Linked DNA regions of Danio rerio: region 1 is linked to region 2. A link is a contact called in public HiCAR-type data. All regions are on one chromosome and are shown on one strand. Each heading gives the region's core, a stretch centred on a gene start, on an enhancer-like site or on the middle of the called end of the contact. The rest is flanking DNA. Distances are from core to core; before and after follow the strand shown. Region 1 overlaps zmiz1a (zinc finger, MIZ-type containing 1a). Region 2 has its middle 28 kb from the start of rps24.

Region 1 (6,004 bases), core at 788-3,287, 290 kb after region 2:
CTACCTGACATAGGTATTGTCGTCAATCTGAGTTTTAAGAGCAACAAATAAAAACTTGACTGGTTGGTCATTGGAAAAGTGGCAGAAAGTGGATTTTTCCCGTGAATAATCTGTTGAACTGCACCTCAATCATCACAAATACTGCAGAAGACCTATAGGAACCCACATAGACCCAAGATTCTCATAGAAATCAGTCAAGTTTGGTGAAGAAAAAAATCATGGTTTGGGGTTACATTCAGTATGGGGGTGTGTGAGAGATGGATGGCTACATTAACAGCCTCTGAGGTACCAAGACGTTTGTGTTGCCCATTAGATGACAAATCACAGGAGAGGGTAAATTCTTCAGCAGGATAGTGCTCCTTCTCATACTTCAGCCTCCACATCAAAGTTCCTGAAAGCAAAGACGTTCAAGGTGCTCCTGGAATGGTCAGCCCAGTCACCAGATATGAACTGTATTGAGCATATCTGGGGTAAGAGGGAGGGGGAGGCATTGAAGATGAATCCAAAGAATCTTAGTGAACTCTGGGAGTCCTTCAAGAATGCTTTCTTTGTAATTCCAGATGACTTATTAATCTTAAGTTATGTGAGTCATAGCAGAGATGTAGGGATGCAGTCCTCCAAGCTCATGGGAGTCATGCACAATATTAATTATTTTTCCACTGCACCATGACTTTATATGCTATACTGTACATTATTTCTGTTAAGTGATTACTTTTGTCTCAGCAAAGCCTGACCTTAGTGTCCTAATTAAACCATAAAAAATCAAGACATGATCATATTTTATTTTGGTAAAATAAGCAGAATCTAGAGACCTTTTCCCTCAATATAAGTCACTACTGATTGCAAATGATCAACTAGGATCAAGTTGTTTTTTTGTTTTTCATAAAACTTTTATAGGCGACAAGACTTTTGTCAGGTGGTGTAGTGTTTTAAAGCACAAAATAAGAAATATGTACGTCTGGTATATGGTTAGGTTACTTATTATTAATTGATTGCATGCACTTACTTTATGGTTAGGGTTAGTTACATGTAATTATGCATAATTCATTGCAATTTTGTGTAACATCTTCACCCTAAATTGAAGTGTTAACTGCCTATATTCCATTCAGGACTAAAAGTCCATGAGAAATCAGATTATTAGAATGTTTATTTTACTATTGCACAGTTTTATGCAATCAATCTGTTAATTAGTAATAAATCTGTTTTGGTATTTGCTAATTTGCTCTGTTTTGGTAATCATTAATCAAAGTCTGACCATTTGCTTCTGCGTTTGGAGTGTACTTCTACAAAAAAAAAAAAAAAAAAAAAGAATACTTTTCTGTTGGTTTACACTATATTCTTAACCACCCAGTCCACTATTTCAGTTGACAATACATCAGTACACTGAAATAAAAGTTGCAGCAATTTCTGGTTCTTGCAGACTTTATGATTATTAAAAAACTGAATATGAAAAAACATATTGGAACATATTAGCTTAGCAACATGCTAACATCAAAAAGGTAGAAAGCCTCTTATACAGAGTGCTGTTTGTGTAGTAGAAGTGATGCCTATGGAGTGTGCCCAGCTATGCCACTTAATTGAAATTCTGTTTCAGTCAGAATGCTGCCTATGTAAGTAAGTTGGCCAGCATGGCAGCTCACTAGGATTTTGGAACAGACTGTTCCATTATACAGGGACGTTTATGCTTGATTCTGTCCATCTTGGCGCCACTCCATTGTCCTGTCCACCATTTACTGGCATCCACTTTTTATTAGCAACATCATAATCAAAAAGCTCATAATAAGGCGTTGAAGCCAGTAAAACTGAGATGTTTGGCAGAAATGGGGTGCTGGCAGTTATGAACCGCCAACCTGAGAAGGATCAGCAGGCAAACATTTTTTGGGCGACTTCAGAGGCGATTTGGGTAACCGTGGGTGACCTGGGTTCCCTACACACTGGATCATTTGGGGATTTACCCTGGTCACTTATTCAAAGCCCACTAAACCTGCTTGGAGAGCTTCTACTCTAGACAAAGAGCAGACAAAAAGGGGGGTCGGTTTGGGCTGGTGGGTTTTGTATAGTGTCTGTCTCTCTGCTCTGTTTTGCCAGAAGTCTGTAGAGCCACAGGCTGTTGTCCCCTCAGATCCTTTCTGCTGCAGTCTGGCACCTTTAGGGATGACACAACATGGCTAATATGAGTCACGCATCTTGCAGTTTTAAGAAATGTGGCTGTCTGAGAGCTTTTTTGTGGCAACATTGTCTTAGAACATTCGTTTGCCATTACAGTTGTTGCTGGTACCATCAAATAATTAATTAGGGGTAATCACATACAAATAAGTGTTTGTGTTTACATAATTTTGTGTGTACTGTGTATATGTAAATACACACATCTATATATAGAGAGAGAGTTAGAGTCATTTGATTTTGAGTATTTACTGAAACCTGATCTCATACTTATATAATACACAAAAAAGAATTAAAAAAGAGTGAAAAAACAGATCAAGGATGTTCCTTAATTTTTATTTCATTCACTTTATTTTAACATTCAACAACTCTATTAACAAACAGAGCTCTTCTGTGAGGTAGCTTGAACAATCGAGTAAAAAATAACATCAATTTTTGGACTTGAGTGCAACAGTAAATATAAAAAATCTAAAATAAAAAAATAGCACCTCAACTTAAAATACCTGGCAAGCAATTCCAAGTTTGCATATCTCACAGTTTGCTATGGTAATGTTGTTGTCATCAACTTTATAACACCTTCAGACCGCAGACATTCTCATGCTCTCCGCTTCAAGCTGCTTCCGTGCTCTACTTTGCCAGCGTTTAACCAATAGTGTCTCTGCAACAAAGGGATGTCAAGCATTGCAGTTTCTGTGTGAAGTCAAGAAAGAGATCAAACTCTGTGACACCGCATAACTATAGATGTGTAAAAAATGTATGAGAATATTAATATTAAAATACGTATATATATTTGAGTTCTGATCAGGAGGTTACATGCGATTTCGATCGAGTCTGAAACCGCCTGATCGGGCCCGATTTTCGATCTTGTGTTCGGATCTGGACATTGTATTGTTTTTATAACCAATATTCCATAGTATTGAATTCAGATTCATTTTATTTGTCCGATTAATTTTTATTTTATCTTGGCGTTGTAGTTTATTTTTTTGTTAGTTTTCACTTTATCAGTTTTCGTTTGTTTGCTTGTTGTGCTTATTTGTTTATTTCAATTAAATTTTTATTTAATTGAATAATTTTTTAAAAAATTCTTATTTATAGTATTTTTTTTATAATTTTAGTCACAATTTGGTGAACTGGTGTCATATAAAATGTTTAACAGCATCATTTTTTTTTAAACAAACAACAAAACAAACATTACATTTCATAATGTACCTAATATTAAATGCCTTTTTCTATTTATGATCCTTTTAGTTTACTTAAGCTGTATAGTCATGACTGCAGATGTGTATTTTCTGTGATTTTTTTAACAATAATATTTAGAGCATTTCTCACCTTTCTCTTCAGAAAACATTCAATTTTTTAGTGTTCAGATAACACAATGTGACACCGTAACCCATTCATTTGTAAACACTGCTAATGTCTTTACTCTCACCCTAAAATTACTTTTTTACACTGTGTTTATCAGCAGATATTAAATCTGCCGTGTTGTGATAATAAACGGCACACAAATAATGCTACTGTAAGCCTTAGACTATTCAAAAGTATGTCTGTTGTAAGCAAACCTCAATTTTAGTGACTTACTTGGGCAATGTCAATACTCGTCTCTTTCTGCTGGGATCACCGCTTGCCACTTTGAGCCAGTCTTGCCACCAAAATGCCCGCTGACATAGACCCAACACACAGCCATGCCACCGAAATGCCCACTGCCACAGAGCCAGCACAGAGCTACAGTAGCCAACTTAACACTCAACACAACCCTTTCTGGAGCAGGTGTCTGGCAGTGCGAGCATAACTAAATGAGGGAAGGGAGAGACAGATGAAAGGAAAACGGAGACAGAGAGAGGCGTTTTAATACAGGGAATGAAAGAGAAATGGGATTAATGCTGATTTACTGGTGAGTAGGGGATGCATTATATCATTTGCTGGAGAAACTTGCTTTATGGTGCTCACAGATGATTTCTAGTAGTGCAGTGGGATTTTTGGTTTGGTGGTAACTAGGCATAGGACGATAACCATTTTCAAGGTATACAACGGTTTGGAAAAGTCAAGGTTTTAAAACCACCAAAATGGTATCTGTAAGATTTTTTTTTATTTACGTTTTTTTTTTTTTTATTATTAATTATTTATTTTTTTAGGACAGCAGTATCGCCAGCAGAAAAGATACTCAAAGATGCCGTTTTAAATTGTATGAAATCACCCCCTTGGACCTGGACATTCCTAACACCTGTCCTTTTTGCTTAAACTTTAGGACCTTTATTATTAGTGTTCTTGGTGGTGTAACACGTCTTGTGTTCCGAACTTCCATCTTATGTTGTGGGCCAACTCAATGTGCACGTTCTATAACAAGCATTGTACTCGAGCCCACTTCTAGTATTTTTGGAATCCAGGCCTCCAAAAAAACGCACACGCATCGCCTCCCTCTTCTTGTTCCAGCAAACCTACTATTCTCAGGTTGTTCTTTCTGTTTCTGTTTTCCATGTTATCAACCTTGTCCATCAACTTTCAACTTGTGATTCAACGGAATTTGTAGGAGCATTAAGTTGAGCGATTTTATCTCCCACTCCAGAAATGCGTTCCTCTGCCTCCTGTGTGCATTCTTTTATCTTTTTGATTGCTGACATAACATCTTAAATTTTATTTACAACTCTTTAGTCCATTTTATTAATGGCTTGTAATGGGTTCGTCTGGGGTTATTTTCAGGGGTTCGCTATCATAATGCTCCTCTGTCTCTTTTACTTTGTCTGTGTTATCAGAATCCTGCGACATTTCTTGAGCCTCGTTATAGCTCACTTTTCTTGTGTTCAGTTCTTCTTTTGTGGTGCCATTTCAATTGTCTTTACATGTTTAATAACCTAGAATGTATTAAATATTTAAGCGAGTTTAAAGGATTTATATTCAAAATTATAGGAGGGTTATTAACTAGCGTCTTCTCACTACCACTCCATAACCAAAAGTCCCATTTTAAATGGTAAATAAAGTTTTATGACACTAATGCAGACAACAGAAGTCAATGATTCATTTAAATTATGAAGATTGACATGTTTACTGTTCCAAAATATTATAAATGTGGGAAAAAACGTTGTTTTACCGTGAATATTTTTATACAAGGTTTTCATACCTTCAAAATCTCATATCAGCCCATTCCTAGTGGTAACATGACTGTGGTGCAAAAAATGAACATTTGAAAAATTATAAATTATTATTCTTTAAAATATTCATAAAAATGTGTGATTATGAACATTATTGAACATTATGAACATTTTTTATATAGTGTGTATAAAAATCATTTGTCTTGATTTTTATGAATTGACAGTGTACATTTCAGAAATGTATACAAAAAAAGTATTTAAAACTTAAATATGCTCTATAAACTAGAATTTCTCCATTTTTTTTTTACTGTTCTTTCTTTGTTTGGCAGTCTGTTTGCAAAATATTCTAATTTTCTTACTGCAGCATTTTAATGAATAAATGAGCTCAATACTGGAGCAAAACCAAAGCATCCCTGTAAGGTCACGATACAGTAAATGTTGTGCATGGATATGACAACACATCCCCGTGGGTTGTAGTGGAGGCGATGATGATGTTTTGTGGGTGAAACGGTGTAGCTGTATTAAGCTAGGCGAGAGGCATATTGTGCGCTGCCGGAAGGTGCCGTGTTGATTAGGTTGTTTTTGCCCGAGTTTACTGGTTGAATTGCAGGCAGGAGAGCTCTAGTCTTTGTTACGTGTGGGAGGCATGCTAGGCGGGGAACAACAGTTGAAAATTGGCAGGCGGTGTCTGCCTGTAACCTGTCATATGAGCTCTAAGTTGGTCTTTTGTGAGAAAATAGCAGTTGCCAGCATGC
Region 2 (5,775 bases), core at 2,427-4,926:
CAATTAAATGTTCCGCTTTTTTGTGCCATGTTTAATTCATAGGTGTGGGGGTTGCTGCTTTGTTGCTTGTAAACTATCATTTGCAAAAATTCAAGTCGTATGTCAATAGCCCTTTCGGCCATGAATTTCGCATGCATGGTATAAGGTGTGCGTTCATGCAAATTCAGTAATGGACCTTTCATTCAGTAATTTCAGCATATTAATATGTGTTAGCAAATATGATTCACCAGTAATGGATGTCATTATTTTTGCTGGGCAATAAATCACTGGCTCATAAATGATTTATTTGTCAAATTTATAATGCAATTTGCCTCTCGCCAACAACCCACTGGGAACTAACAAGAGGGGGCGCCAGTTAAACTAGTTACTAGTACTTCTCATGTGAGCATCAAAAACACTGTATGTGCTTATTGGTTGACGAAATAATGATGATAAAACATGAAGCAGTAGTATATTTTATTTTAATTCTCATTACAAGCCCGTGTATGTCAACTAATTTGTGGCATGCTAGTATGCATTTGTGTGACTTTCTGGATTGTGGTTTTGTTTGTGCATCTTTTGAACGTACATAAAAGACCTCTGCAAATGGGACTGATGTGTTTTGTACATGGCTGTCATTGCAGGTCTAAGCCCATGCGATCCTGGGATCTCTTTCAACATTAGGCTTTATTACTGAGAGTACAGCCTGTGTTCTGACCGTCAGGCAGGTGTCATTACCGCACTTCATTTGCAAGGTAAGTGACTATGGGCTGTGACAGTGGTGGAATTAGTAATGCGCTCCTGCTGTCATTTTTATCAACAGGGCCTGCAGGGAGGACGTGATAAAATGGATATTCCTCCCTCTGCATTAATACCCTCTGCCCCACTTTCAATTCCATTTACTTACCCGAGCACAGAATGAGGAATTTTACTATCGATTGCCAGGAGGAGAGGCAGATTCTTGCACTAACGTGTTGATTTTAGTGTTGGAAAATCTCACATTCGCTGGATTAGAGGATGTATTTGGAAAATAGAAGTTCTTATTTGATTGAAAAATTTGGTTTGGTGGAAGAAAGGGGAGTAAGATGTGGTGTGATCTGTTAAGTATGTCTTCACATATGAAATTAAATGTGGCAGACAGAATCTCGTTATGCACATTATTAGTCAGTCCATTGTAATTTTTTTATATACTACACTAGGGTAAGTTATATATTTCCACCGATTAGGTGGTAGGGTTATTATTAAAAAGCAAATGTTTTGAGGAGCTTGACTACTGAAAATTACATTTAAAAGCATAGAAATAAACTAGTATACCCCTTTTGAAGATGAATATTTTTATCCATTTCTCAGTGAATAAAACCAATAATTTCTGGTGCATCTGTATTTATATATGTTACCGGCCCCAATCTTTTGATTAGTAGTGTACATTATATTACTGTTTACATTAATACAGTACTTTGTGGTTATTTTGAACTCTTATTGGGTTATTTAACTCAATCAGTTGGCTAAAATATTTGGTGCTTTGTTGGGTTATTTACTTACTAACCCCACCAGTTGGCTTAAAAGTTTTGAAATTCAACAGTCAACTGATATAACTGACACAGAACAGCTATATTATTATGTGTACGTAATGTTTCCATCCACCTATTTTTATGCGAATTTGGATATGCGCAGCAACACAGTGGTGCAGTAGGTTGTGCTGTGCCCTCACACCAAGAAGGTCGCTGGTTCGAACCTCAGCTGGGTCAGTTGGTGTTTCTGTGTGGAGTTTGCAGGTTTCCTCCGCGTGCTCCGGTTTCCCTCACAGTCCAAAGACATGCGGTACAGCTGAATTGGGTAGGCTAAATTGTCTGTAGTGTTAGAGTGTGAATGAGTGTGTGTGGATGTTTCCCAGAGATGGGTTGCGGCTGGAAGGGCATCCGCTGCGTAAAACACGTGCTGGATAAGTTGCCGGTTGATTCTGCTGTGGAGACGCCCGATTAATAAAGGGACTAAGCCGAAAAGAAAATGAATATATATGTGCATAAAAAAAGTTGATAGATAAGTCATGGTGACCATAAGCTTTGAAACCAGGCATAAAAATGTGCATAACTGAGTAGGATAAACTTTTTATTTGGTAACGAATGATGCACATAAACTACAATGGAAACACTTGTACAGAACTAATTCCAGTATGTTCATTAAAAAAAGTCATGTGATTTTGTTATAAGAAATCACGTGATGATAAAAATGTGTGTAAATAGACAGATCAGCAGGCTGAGCATATTGTAAAACATCTGAAATGTTGTTTTGGTCATTCTAAAACGCATTACCATCTCAGTATTAGTGTTATTATGTTATTAATTGCCTCCAGAATCAAGAGCATCTGTGCTCCGTGTCTCACGCCTTGACTGCGTGTCGCCATTTGTCTTCTAAGGTGCAAGTAATTTATTAAATAAAGAAAAGATTTACTCAGCTTCTCCTGCCGCAGCAAACTCTGTTTTTACTTTTGATATTTGGTGCCATTTAATCAGGAAGTGAAGGTTCTGTTCTCTTTGACTAGTTGGATGGAAACGCAGCTTTATTCTTTGTCTTTTATGCGATATTTCTGTTTTACACACACATTTTATTAGCATCTTTGGATAGAAACATAGCCATATAAACTAAACATTTATACCTTAATAACTAAAAATTATTATTATTATTATTATTATTATTATTTTATTTTAAAAATATTACCTGATTTCACTTTAATATTATTTGTTATTTTAAATAATGCATTATTTTATGCTATTATTTTAAAAGATTCACAATCTTGATTGCAATTTACAACCCATTATTTTAGAAATTGATGTTTCAAATCAACAACTGAAAACACATTTCTATAACTTTTTGGAAATACCATCTTCAGTTTGGTTTGACTGCAGTTTCCAGGTAAATCGAATGCTACAACTAATACACCAACAATGTTTGTTCTTTTTCACACTAATGATAGTAACACGGAAATAATATTTTTGTGTGATTCTTTCTACCATACCAAATAGATACAACAAAATAAATAGCCAGTGTCTATGATTTGAGATTGAATATGTTTGCCTCCCTTATCTATCTTCATACGTTCAACTTTTTCAGCGTGGTCAGTTTGCTCAGTACTTCACCTTGTATGTTGTACTTGGGATGCAGAATGCTCTGGTTTGAATGAAGCACAGTTTCACAAAAGAGATAAAAGCAATGTAAAATAAAGTTTAAGCCACATGATCGCAGTGTACTCACGGAGTTTGCCTGAAATGTATTTTGAAAATACTATTGAGGTTAATGTCAGTGATTCGCTGGTATAGGCAATCTGTACGACAAACTCCTCCTTCTCATTGACATGCACAAGAAGGATTTGTATTTGAAACGCATAACAATATTTCAGATTTGCAAACAGTGCCCTCTACTGCATTTGTTATCTGAAACATGCAACAAAATGTAGCCAGTGAGAAAATAGAGCAATATATTATACCAATTGCAAAAAAAATGTAGGCTGAGGCACGTATTTCCAGTGAGCAGGGGGTGTGTAGTTGTTACAGAACAGAAAATACAACCCTTGTGAAAACTCCTCATGTGACGAGTAAGCCCAGTCTCCCCTGTGTGTTTGCTGGTCGTCATCAGAACAGAGCGATGCCACTGGTTCAGCATTAGAGGCCAGTGATGCTCATAGCAGACGCAGCTGCTGCTTACAAGCTGGGTGGGGGAAGCAAATCAATAGCCATTGACCTTACGGTTCCTTTTCTGCTGGAGTGACTGACCACAGACAACATAAGCTGTTCTCCATTGCCCCTGTGTTTAATACAGCCACTCTTCGCTCGTAAATATTTCACAACCAGAAATCATCGTTCATGAATTTCAACAATGCTTTATAGGGACTTGTTTTAATCTAATTAAGTGTACACTAGTGTAAGTGTATGTAAATGTAATCATGAATATAAAATATTATTACATATTTAAACAATTAAACAGTTTTCATGTGATTAAAAAGCTGTTTTTACAGAATTATTACTTCAGTGTTCAGAAGTCATAATATGCTGATTTGCTGTTCTATTATGTTCAATTACTATTGAAAATCCATCATTAATAGTGATTCTTATATTTATCAATATTGACATTTTTTTCCCTGCTTCAAATTTTTGTGGAAATTGATACGTTTATCTTTTTAAGATTCTCTGATGAAAAGAGTTTAAAATAGCAGCATTTATTTGAACTAAAAACGTTATCTTGCAGTATAAATGCCTTTACTTTCAATTTCAGTGGCATGTTTAAATGGTGCTGCATCAGTTTTTACACTACCTGACAAAAGTCTTGTCGCCTATCCAATTTTTAGGAACAACAAATAATAACTTGACTTCATAACTTCATTTAATATCAAAAATGGCTTTGTTTTAGTTTTACCAAAATAAAATATGATCATGCCTTAATTTTTAACTATTTAATTAGGACAGTAAGGTCTGACTTTGCTGAGGCAAAAGTCTTGTCACTTAACAGAAATAATGTACAGTATAGAATATAAAGTCATGGTGCAGTGGAAAAAGAATTAATATTGTGAATGACTCCCATAAGCTTGTATGACTTCATCAATACATCTCTACAATGTCTTAAATAATTTTATAAGTCTAATAAAGTCATCTGAATGGCAAAGAGATTGTTATTGCAGGACTCCCAGAGTTCATCAAGATTCTTAGGATTCATCTTCAATGCCTCCTCCTTCATCTTACTCCAGAAATGCTCAATAATGTTCATGTCTGGTGACTGGGCTGGTCAAGCTGTTGATGTTGCCATCCTCTTTGCAGTTCTCTGTCACAGCCTCATACTGAATTTAACCCCAAACCATGATTTTTCCTTCACCAAACTTGACTGACTTGGGTCCATGCGGGTTCCAATAGGTCTTCTGCAGTATTTATGATAATAGGAGGCAGTTCAACAGATGATTCGTCTGTAAGATCTGCCTTCTGCCACTTTTCTAAATGATCATCTAGAAATCAAGTTATTACTTGTTGCTCTTACAAGGGTTTTGTCTGATAGTGTACGTTATAAAGCAGCTTTAAGTCACAGGAATAAATAATACAATTAATAACATTTATGAACAAAACAGTTATTTTAAATTGTAATTATATTTAAAAACATTTTTTAAATCATACATATCGCAAACTTTTGACCGGTAAAGTATATTAAATGGTAAAGAGCAAAGTTTAAATATGCATGAGATATGGAGATAGATAGATGGTAGGTCAAAAGTTGTGTCTACTTACTTACCATTCAATTATTTATGCTGAAATGTTAAAATGCATCACTGCCCATATTTACCTGCTCTTGGATCTGACAGCGTCAGTGAACACTGTCCACCCAGCCCGGGACTTGAGCATCGGCTGTAGATGAAACGCTTTGGGGATTTGAACCGCAGACCCTAGTCTCATAACTCTCTGCCATAAGCATTGCAATATTCAACATTTATGAGGGTCTGATTTATGAGCTGGCAAGCACACGGGTCACTCTTGTTTCTTCAAAAGCATCTGAAGAGTGTGGCATCTTCATGATGTGAGTCTATAGAGACCTCACAGAAAGCACAACACTAGATTTTTCTCTATTTCATGTTTGAATCTGTGATGCTTACTTCGAGATAGTCATCCCAAAATAAACCATGAGTTTACAAACACAGATGACTTTCTGGAACACTACAGATGAATTTCTGTGCCACTTTTGTCCATAAAATGAAAGTGAACTTGAATTTAAGCTACAAAAAAGTTGGTATCTATATTAGATCTACCTTTTACTTTTTCT

Evidence for each region. HiCAR-type assays count read pairs that join an accessible place to other places.
Region 1: a HiCAR-type map of caudal fin shows a contact between it and region 2, with 5 times the contacts expected there. The contact joins two enhancer-like sites. A contact is called at or near these places in 6 of 18 Hi-C or Micro-C datasets (caudal fin, embryo and an unstated tissue) and 1 of 4 datasets of contacts at active chromatin or transcription factors (caudal fin).

What each region holds. Positions count from the first base shown.
Region 1 is chr13:33,934,529-33,940,532 of GRCz12tu, forward strand. The region is part of intron 4 of zmiz1a (zinc finger, MIZ-type containing 1a); the gene reads left to right. Among named protein-coding and RNA genes, the nearest start is that of ppifa, 29 kb to the right of the region's middle. Within about 2 kb of position 2,038, at least 11 of the 62 cell types and tissues checked have an H3K27ac peak or open chromatin away from gene starts, as enhancers often do.
Region 2 is chr13:33,646,970-33,652,744 of GRCz12tu, forward strand. No RefSeq gene overlaps it. Among named protein-coding and RNA genes, the nearest start is that of rps24, 28 kb to the left of the region's middle. Within about 2 kb of position 3,677, at least 10 of the 62 cell types and tissues checked have an H3K27ac peak or open chromatin away from gene starts, as enhancers often do.